Linked DNA regions of Triticum aestivum: region 2 is linked to region 1. A link is a contact called in public HiCAR-type data. All regions are on one chromosome and are shown on one strand. Each heading gives the region's core, a stretch centred on a gene start, on an enhancer-like site or on the middle of the called end of the contact. The rest is flanking DNA. Distances are from core to core; before and after follow the strand shown. Region 1 holds the start of LOC123121461 (vacuolar iron transporter 2). Region 2 holds the start of LOC123121462 (alpha,alpha-trehalose-phosphate synthase [UDP-forming] 6).

Region 1 (4,188 bases), core at 973-3,472:
GAACGGGCGGTTCCCAGTGAAGCGGCCCTTGACGTAGCCGAAGAAAAGCAGCGCGGCGAGGGTGACCACGACGGAGGTCATCATGGCGCTGTCGACCGACGCCACGAACATGTAGGGGGAGAGCGGCACCATGCCGCCGACGACGTAGGCCAGCGCGATCGTCGCCGCGCTCGTCAGCGCGCGCCGCGGGTCCGGCTTCTCCAGCCCCAGCTCGAACCTGCGTGCGCCAAAGTTCCGCCGTGATCAGTCACATGGTTAGATTAATTAGAAAAAAAAATGAGTGGGTTTGTTAAGCTTGACTGATTTGATTACTTCATCATGAACTCGAGCCAGGCCTTTGGGTTGTTGCGGAGGGAGGTCACGACCGGCCCGTACTCCTCGGGGCCCAGCCCGTACTCAGAGAGTATGTCCGCGATCTCTGCGGCCTCTGCTCAAAGAAATGCATCTCAGCCGTTAGATACTTAGATTAGATTAGAATCGATAGAGAGTGTCAAGTTTTTTTAGATGAATAAAGAGTGTCAAGTGAGAGAGTGACCTGTGTCCGGGACGGTGTCGATCTCGTCCTGCTCGCGCTGCAGCTCCCGGTAGTAGTGGTCGGCGTCGCTCTTAGCGGCGAGGTACCTGACAAGAGTGCGAGCCCACATTAGCCGTAGGCTTTTACTGCGTTAATTCCGTTTGGTACGGCCCAGCAGAAGTTGGCCCGCTTTGGGCTGGGTTAAATATAGACATCACTTCGGCCCGTTTTAGTAATTAGTCCTTTTGCTAAAAAAAATTAGTGCTTGCGATTTTCTAAAAAATAGTAGTGCTTGAAATTGTGAAACAGGGAGAAACTATAAACTCTGAAAATAACGAATATTTTGCTCCAGAACTTTGTTATTCGTTTGGTGAATATTCCATATATACATCAACGAAAAACTGGCAAAAAAATTTTGAGTAATTCATGTGTGAAAATAATCCCTATTTCTAATGTACTCCGGTCAAATTCCTATGCACGTGTGTGTGCAGGTGCGCTTAGTGTGGGTGAACAGTATTGCATTTTGGGATCACTAGGAGTCTAGCATATAATTGTACATTTTTGATTGAGTCATGCTATGCACACGACAAAATCTGCATGATTCACAGACTAACGCACAACATATTGGTGGAAAGGGGTTGCTGCCTTTCCACCTACTCAGATTTAAGGCATGGTACCTGTAACTTGGGTTTGTTACACCAACTACTATGGGGCCTCACTTACCGTCTTTTTTCTTAATAAATACACAATTCACACATGAAGATTAAATCCAGCCGGACATGCGTATGGCTGAAAAGGGCACTAGCCGCTGGATTTACATGTCGTGCAAAGATCGGGCATGGAACAGTTTTGTTTTTGGTTTTGCATAGGGCATAAAATAGGTCCTGCATTTGTCACGGAGGAAGTATTGTTTTGTACTCCTAGCTGTTGCTGACACAAAGGAAAACTACAGAAATCCTAGGTAAGTGGTTGTCCAGACTCTGGACAATAAATGACCCAACTTAGTGAACAATGTAGGAAGGTACTTAACACTGTAGGAGTATAAAAATTAGCTGGTACTCATCAAAAAACATTCGTCTGTGCGACAAAGTTCTCCAATTTTTGGTTAGTGGACGTTATTAAGCATTCCCCTACTTTCCATTCTTGGCATCAATAACAGCAAGCTACTCTCACTAATCTCTGTTTCAGAAATAATTAAGCCTTTGCATACAAATCCAGAATTGGCTAATCAAGCATCCAGCAAGCCAGCAGCATGCATGCGGCATGTTCAGGAAAGCAATAGCTGGCCGGAGGAGTAACAAACGACATTAATCAGAGCAAACATATACCCAGAAAATCAAGGAGATTTTGATCTCTCTCCTTACCCTCCGAGCCCCATGGAGATGGCGCCGGCGGCGACCTCGGCGAGCCCGGCGGTGAGCACGAGCGAGGAAGACGCGTCGGCGCCGGACAGGCCGGCGGCGAGGGCGAAGGGCACGGTGAGGCCGTCGGAGACGCCGATGATGATGTCCCGGACCACCTCGCCGGAGGTGAAGTGCTTCTCCTTGTGGTCGTCGAGGAGCAGCCTCTGGTTCTCCTCGTCCTGCACAGGCTTCACCATCTTGCCGGTCGGCGTGGGAGCGTGCTTACGAGCGAGCTGGTGTGCTTAACTATTTCCTGCGCTCAGTTAGCTAGCTCGTGATCTGCGATGACAAGGGTGGGTTTTGGTGTAGGCGAAGTGGACAGAGCTGGGAGGGGGGATTTATAGGGGTTGGAGGCCGGGTGAAATGTCCTGTTTGGACATGGGAAGTCGGGGCAATCTTGGGATTTGGGCACGCGAGGTACTATGTGAATGTGTGGTGAGTATGTCTGATTCTGTTTTTATGCGTCCGTACTTCACTTTATTATTTGCTGAGACCAATCTACCATGGAACCACGGATCCATCTCATGCCAAGTTGTATTGTTTGCATAAACTCAAAGGAGGAGACAACGATCGTTATTGCACGTCCAACTTTTAGGGCATCTTTGATTCAAAGGATTTGTAAAATGCAGGAATATGAACTAGCACAACCAGTGCCGCAACGCCTTGCGAGAGAGGGTTGAGGCAAGTGACAACCCCCCCCCCCCCCCACCCCCACACACACACACCATCTTCTTCCTCTCTCGTCGTCGCCAGGGTGCTTCACTAGGAAAAGTCTGTGCGGCGTTGATGCCGACGGGGGCGTTGCTGATTTGGGGGGGGGGGGGGGCTACTATGGAGCTGTTGGTGGGCTGTTGTGGGTCGGCGGAGATGAATGGTGAGCTGCGGTCTTCGGCAGGCGATGGTTGACAGCGGCGCTGGTGATCCAACGCAGCGATCTTCGATAGCCGTGCGGCCTGGCTCAGTCACCAGAGAAGAGAGTGTCGGTGCATGGTCTTGGGCAGAGGTGAGCTCGATATCAGCGTGCAGTAGCATGAGCGTTTGTCTCGGGTTTTCTTTAAGGAGTCTTCATGTCTGGTTTGGGGCATGCTATCCTAGTGTAGTAATAATGTCCTTCCGGCCCTTTCCCCGGGCTGAGGGCGTGTGGACCTATGTTTCCGACGGGTCTTCTGGGATCTAGGCGGTTTTGGTTTTTAGTGGATCCGTCTAAATTCGACCGGCTTTAGTGGATTCCGGAGTTTCTACATGCATTTTTCGGCGTTTTCTTCTCCGGGATGATTTACAAATCGCGGCCGTTGTCGTCTCCTGCTCTACATCGACGACTTCCGTGCCGCTGCTTTTACAAGCTCATGGGTTTAAACAAGTTTACTCCGCTGAGGTGGAGGCATAGAGATGGCATCGAGCTACACTCACATCGCTTTTTTTTTTACAGTGGGATGAGCTTGCTGCACTTTTTTTTACAGTTTATACCGCTGCACAAAAGTTGATGATCCCATCTGCTAACTTGGAGCGATCACAGGAACTTCAGCAGAACAGGTCCATGGATTCCCATCAGCCTGCAATAATTAACAAAAAGTGCTTCATGAATCACGATCGATCAACGCAGATTAAGCGCACACACACACAACAAAAGGCGGCCGAGGCAACCACATGCAAATATCCAGGCGTCCATGTGCGTCCAAGAGGGTGGGGATAGACGCCGCCGGTCGCCATCGGTGGACGCGTGGGCGCGGCCGTGACACGCAGGCAGTTGTCGTGTGCCCGCCACGAGCCTCGATGACAAAAGGCGGCACAGAAAAGCAGGAGCCGCTAGCGACCGCCGCCGCACGCGCCACGCGCGCCCAGCGGCGCACTGCGGTGAGCAGCTCCCCCCACGCCAACTTGCGGAAAAGTAGCCTAACTTTCGGTTGGGAAAATCTCCCCAAAAATTACGACGGATCAGGGTAAAGTTTCCCGCCCGTGTTTGGGTTTTACGAGCCGCCTTTTGGATGGTGCGGCTGGGCTCCAGTAGGCTGAGACTGATTTGAAGTTTGAATCATCCGTTGCCTTGATTGACAAGGGTGTCAAGTGGTCTGGCTCCACGTGCCGTGATGCGCTTGAGAAACTAAAATACAGTGCATCAACGCATAGATCCAGCAAACTCCAAATTGAGCTTGTTGTCCTGTTACTCTCCCACGGAGGGATGGCCTGAATTGAACCGTCCTATAATTATTCTTGGTTTCCCATACTTTATTCATATAGCGCATGTATGTACTCTAGTGAAATGGTTAATGC
Region 2 (4,188 bases), core at 904-3,403, 380 kb before region 1:
GGCTGAGACCCAGGATCCTGTCAATCTTTTCATTCCCTTGCCTAGCAATGATGTACTCATATGGTATAAGATTCATGCCATCCCTCACCGCGGTCACCAAGCAGCACTCAGCAACAACATAGTATGCCATCCTCTCATAGAAGTGCAGTGGCCTGTCGATCAATATGACTGGCTGGTAATCTGGCTGCCCAAATGCCTCATTGATGCGCTTCACCATGGCATAGCTCTCATCCTGTACCTCCTTCACATCCTTTCCCTTCCCCCTCGCCGGATTGGCAATCTGTACCAGCACCACCTTTCCTCGATACTCTGGATGCTGCGTCAAGAGCTCCTCAAATGCCAGAAGCTTCAGACTGATGCCTTTAAATATGTCCATGTCATCCACACCAAGCATCATGATGCGGTGACGATCAGGGAACTCCTTCATAAGCTCGGCGACCTTGAGCCCGGTCTCCGGGAGGTTGAGCACTGCCTGCAGCTGCATCAAATGTATCCCCACCGGCAGTATCTTGACAGTGACAGTCCGTCCATAATACTCCAGTCCAATGTATCCCCTCTGCGACTCGTATTTCATTCCCAGCATCCTGCTGCAGCATGAGAGGAAATGCCTGGCATAATCAAATGTGTGGAACCCAATCAAGTCGGCATTCAGCAGCGCCCGGAGCACCTCCTCGCGCACCGGCAGGGTCTTGTAGATCTCCGATGATGGGAACGGGCTGTGCAGGAAGAAGCCCAGCCTGACACGGTTGAATTTCTTGCGCAGGAAGGTGGGCAGGAGCATGAGATGGTAGTCGTGCACCCAGACGAAGTCCTCCTCGGGGTTGATCACCTCCATGATCTTGTCGGTGAAGATCTTGTTGACGGACAGGTAGGCCTTCCACAGGTCGCGGTCAAAGCGGCCGCCGAGCTCGGGCGACAGTGGCAGCATGTAATGGAACAGTGGCCACAGCTGCTGCTTGCAGAAGCCGTGGTAGAAGCGGGAGCGGAGGTCGTCCGGCAGGAAGGCGGGCACGCAGCGGAAGCGGTCGTAGAGCTCGAGCGCGACCTTGTCCTGCTCCTCCGCCGGGATGTCGTCGCGCAGGCCGCCGATGTAGACGAAGTCCATGTGGGCGCGGCCCTGGTGCGCGCGCAGAGCCTCCTTGAGCTGCCGCAGGAGGCTGTCCTGGTCCCAGGAGAACTCCCAGGCGCCGTCGGCGCCGCGGCAGGCGCGGATGGGCAGCTGGTTGGCCACGATGATGGTGCGCTCCCGCGGCGGCTGGTCGGGTTGGTCGTCGGAGGCCACCGAGGCGGCAGCGTCAGCGGGGGCGTCGGAGCGGTCAAGGCCGGGCACAATGCCAGACGCCGTCATCACCCGCGGTATGCGTGGCTGCCCGAGGGACGGCAGCGGCTGGTCGCGGTCAGCGCCGCCGGCGAGCTCCAAGAGGTTGGAGTAGGATCTCGACGCCATCCTCTCCCAGATGTGATCTTCTTGACCAACAAACTCAGCAAGAACTCGAGGTTGCAGTTGCAGAGCGAGTGACGGAGCAGAGCAAGAATGGGCGGGCAGGGAGGAAAAGGATCTGCGACCGGGATGGAGTCCAAGGGGAAGAGGAAATCCGGGCGAGATTTAGCGAGGCAACAAGGAATGGAATCGGCGCAAAGGAAGTCGCCAGAAGCGCAGAAACAAATTTCCCCTTTCCGGAAAGGAGCGGCACCTTTCGGTCAAAGGGAACGGAACACGGCGGCAGAGCGGCACCGTCTCAGGTGCTCCTCCTCCCGCCGCCCACGCGGCCGCCACATCGGCAGATCGCCGCCACCGGACAACAGAAGACGCCGCCGCCCATCCCCCGGACCAGCATTAAGCAGCAACAAGAACTCGAAAGAGGGTGGCGGAAACTCCGGGGAAACTCGACGGATTGGCAAAGACGGACGCGGCGGAGGAGGGAGGAAAGGCGGTGGCGGGAGGGATGCGGGGGTGATCGTCGGTCGGCGTGCGGCGGTGGCTCTTGAGGATCGGAGGGGCTGGGCCGGGGTGGGATCTATCTATCACGACTACAAGTAACGGAATGGAGGCGAGGCTTTTCTTTGTGAAGACTGGAATGGATAGAGTATTTTTCTCGCCCTCGCTCGAGCTGGCGAGCGCGGGTCTGATGAACTCTGCGATGCCTCTCGCCGTCGCCCCGTACGCGGATTAAATATAATCGGAATTTCGCACTAAGCACCCTGGATAAACATCGGGATGCCGTCCACGGGCGCCGCGCCGCACGCCGTCCACCTAACAGCAGCCAAAGAATTCATGACAAACCATTGGCGCTATTTGTTTCCGGGATGGATAATCGTCCCTGCTGACTGACCCAAGGGATCAGCATTATCCATCCACTCGATCAATGCTCACTTTCTTACAGGACAAGAGATCGGTCAGTCACCACGGTTTCCTTGCGTGCATGCCGTGGCGGTTGCCATAAAAAAAGCTGCTTTGCTTGCAGTGGTTCTCAATTCCAACTTTTACCCCTGGATATATACTTATATACTTTTTTATTTATGAGCGCGTACTTTTTTTTTGTTGATTGAGTGCTACTGTGTTTTTTATCGGATGGTGACTTCCTGGCCTGCGGCCGAAGATCGGTGCCTTTGCCTGCTGTCAGAAGGATAGATAATGACGTGGTTGCATGCGTTTACTGCAGCCCTCATCCATTGATCGCGCCGCGGGCGGCCGCAATCCAACAAAAACGGCCTCTCCTGAGGATATGAAGAAAGTCTTCGTGCCCGTCCGGCCCGCGAAGTACCCGTGAACCCAGGGGGCTGGGTGGAAGACTCCACCGCGCGCAGTCCATGGCGCAGTCCCTCGCGGGCGGCAGCAGCCCGCGCGCGATCTTATCCGCGGGAGCGCGGCGGCCGCTCTGGGGGGCCCCACGGTGTTTGACCGGTGCGGCCGGGGCGTGGGCCGCACGATCGGGATCGGACGGGCGCGGGGGAGGGGGCGCGGGAGGTGGACGCGCAGATGATCCGCCGGGTTTCCCTAGGAGATATGTATATCCATCTTCAAGCCGCACCGGATGAGATCGGTGGACGGGGGTGGGGTCCGCGGGGTGGGCGGCCTCTCGCGCACGTGCGAGCGCTTACGTGTCGGACGCTGAGGGCGCCTCGGCGCGTGCGGCGGCCCGGCTGTTGTTTCCGACAGGAGGGATACACGGGGCCGCGTTCACACCGGAGACCCAGAGTCCACCCCACCAAAAGGAACGTAGACTTCCGAAACTGAAAGGTCAGTTACGCCGGTCGACCCGCGCGACTTTAGGCCGGTCGCCAGGCGGACCCTACGATCTGGTATGAATGACCGTCCGATTGCAGAAAAAAAGAAAGAAAAAGAGAAAAAGTCAACTCTCACCCGCGCCTAAGGTCGTCCAGGCTTTCTTACAGATTAAGAAATCAGTTACGAGTAACTGAGTCGGCCGACCGATGCGACTTTAGGCCGGGCGCCGGGCAGCCCCTACGATCTGGACATGAATGACCGTCCGGTTGAAGAAGAAAAAAGTCAACTCTCACCCGCGCCGGAGGTCGTCCCGTCTTTCTTACAGATTAAGAAATCAGTTATGAGTAACTGTGCCGGTCGACCGGCGCGACTTTAGGCCGGGCGCCAGGCAGCCCTACGATCTGGATATGAATAATCGTCCGATTGCAGAAAAAAGGAAAAAAAAGAAGGAAAAGCTCAACTCTCATCCCTGCCGGAGGTCGTCCCGATTTTCTTACAGAATAAGAGATCAATTACGAGTAACTGCGCCGGTCGGCCGGCGCGACTTTCGGCCGGTAACCGGGCGGCCCCTACGATCTGGATATGAATAACCATTCGATTGCAGAAAAAAGGAAAAAAAAGAAGAAGGAAAAAGTCAACTCTCACCTGCGCCTGAGGTCGTCGTCGCTCCCAGATCTGTCGCGGCGTCGCAACATCGTCGCGCTCACGCCGCAACATGCTGTGATGCCGACCGCAGCGCGTCTCGGCGCCGGTCGCCGCACCCCATAGTGCCACTCCCAGCACCACACTACACATGTTGCAACGACCATTGGGATCTGGTTGCAGCTTCCCACTGCAGACACCGGTGCTCGGCGTTTGTAGCACCATGCTCCGGTCACAGCTCCAGTCGTTAAGAGGAGTACCGGATGCAACTGAGAGAGGGAGAAACAAGGGAAGGGTGATGGCTCGTTGGCTGGCTT

The links. HiCAR-type assays count read pairs that join an accessible place to other places.
Region 2: a contact with region 1 is called in a HiCAR-type map of leaf, with 4 times the contacts expected there. The contact joins the promoter of LOC123121462 here to the promoter of LOC123121461 in region 1. A contact is called at or near these places in 2 of 5 Hi-C or Micro-C datasets (both in leaf) and 1 of 1 datasets of contacts at active chromatin or transcription factors (leaf).

Annotation. Positions count from the first base shown.
Region 1 is chr5D:321,043,306-321,047,493 of IWGSC CS RefSeq v2.1, reverse strand. It overlaps LOC123121461 (vacuolar iron transporter 2), which reads right to left and starts at 2,222. Exons shown (of 4, transcript XM_044541451.1): 1 at 1,879-2,222; 2 at 536-621; 3 at 313-427; 4 at 1-217. The coding sequence starts at 2,114.
Region 2 is chr5D:321,422,490-321,426,677 of IWGSC CS RefSeq v2.1, reverse strand. It overlaps LOC123121462 (alpha,alpha-trehalose-phosphate synthase [UDP-forming] 6), which reads right to left and starts at 2,153. Exons shown (of 3, transcript XM_044541453.1): 1 at 1-2,153. The coding sequence starts at 1,447.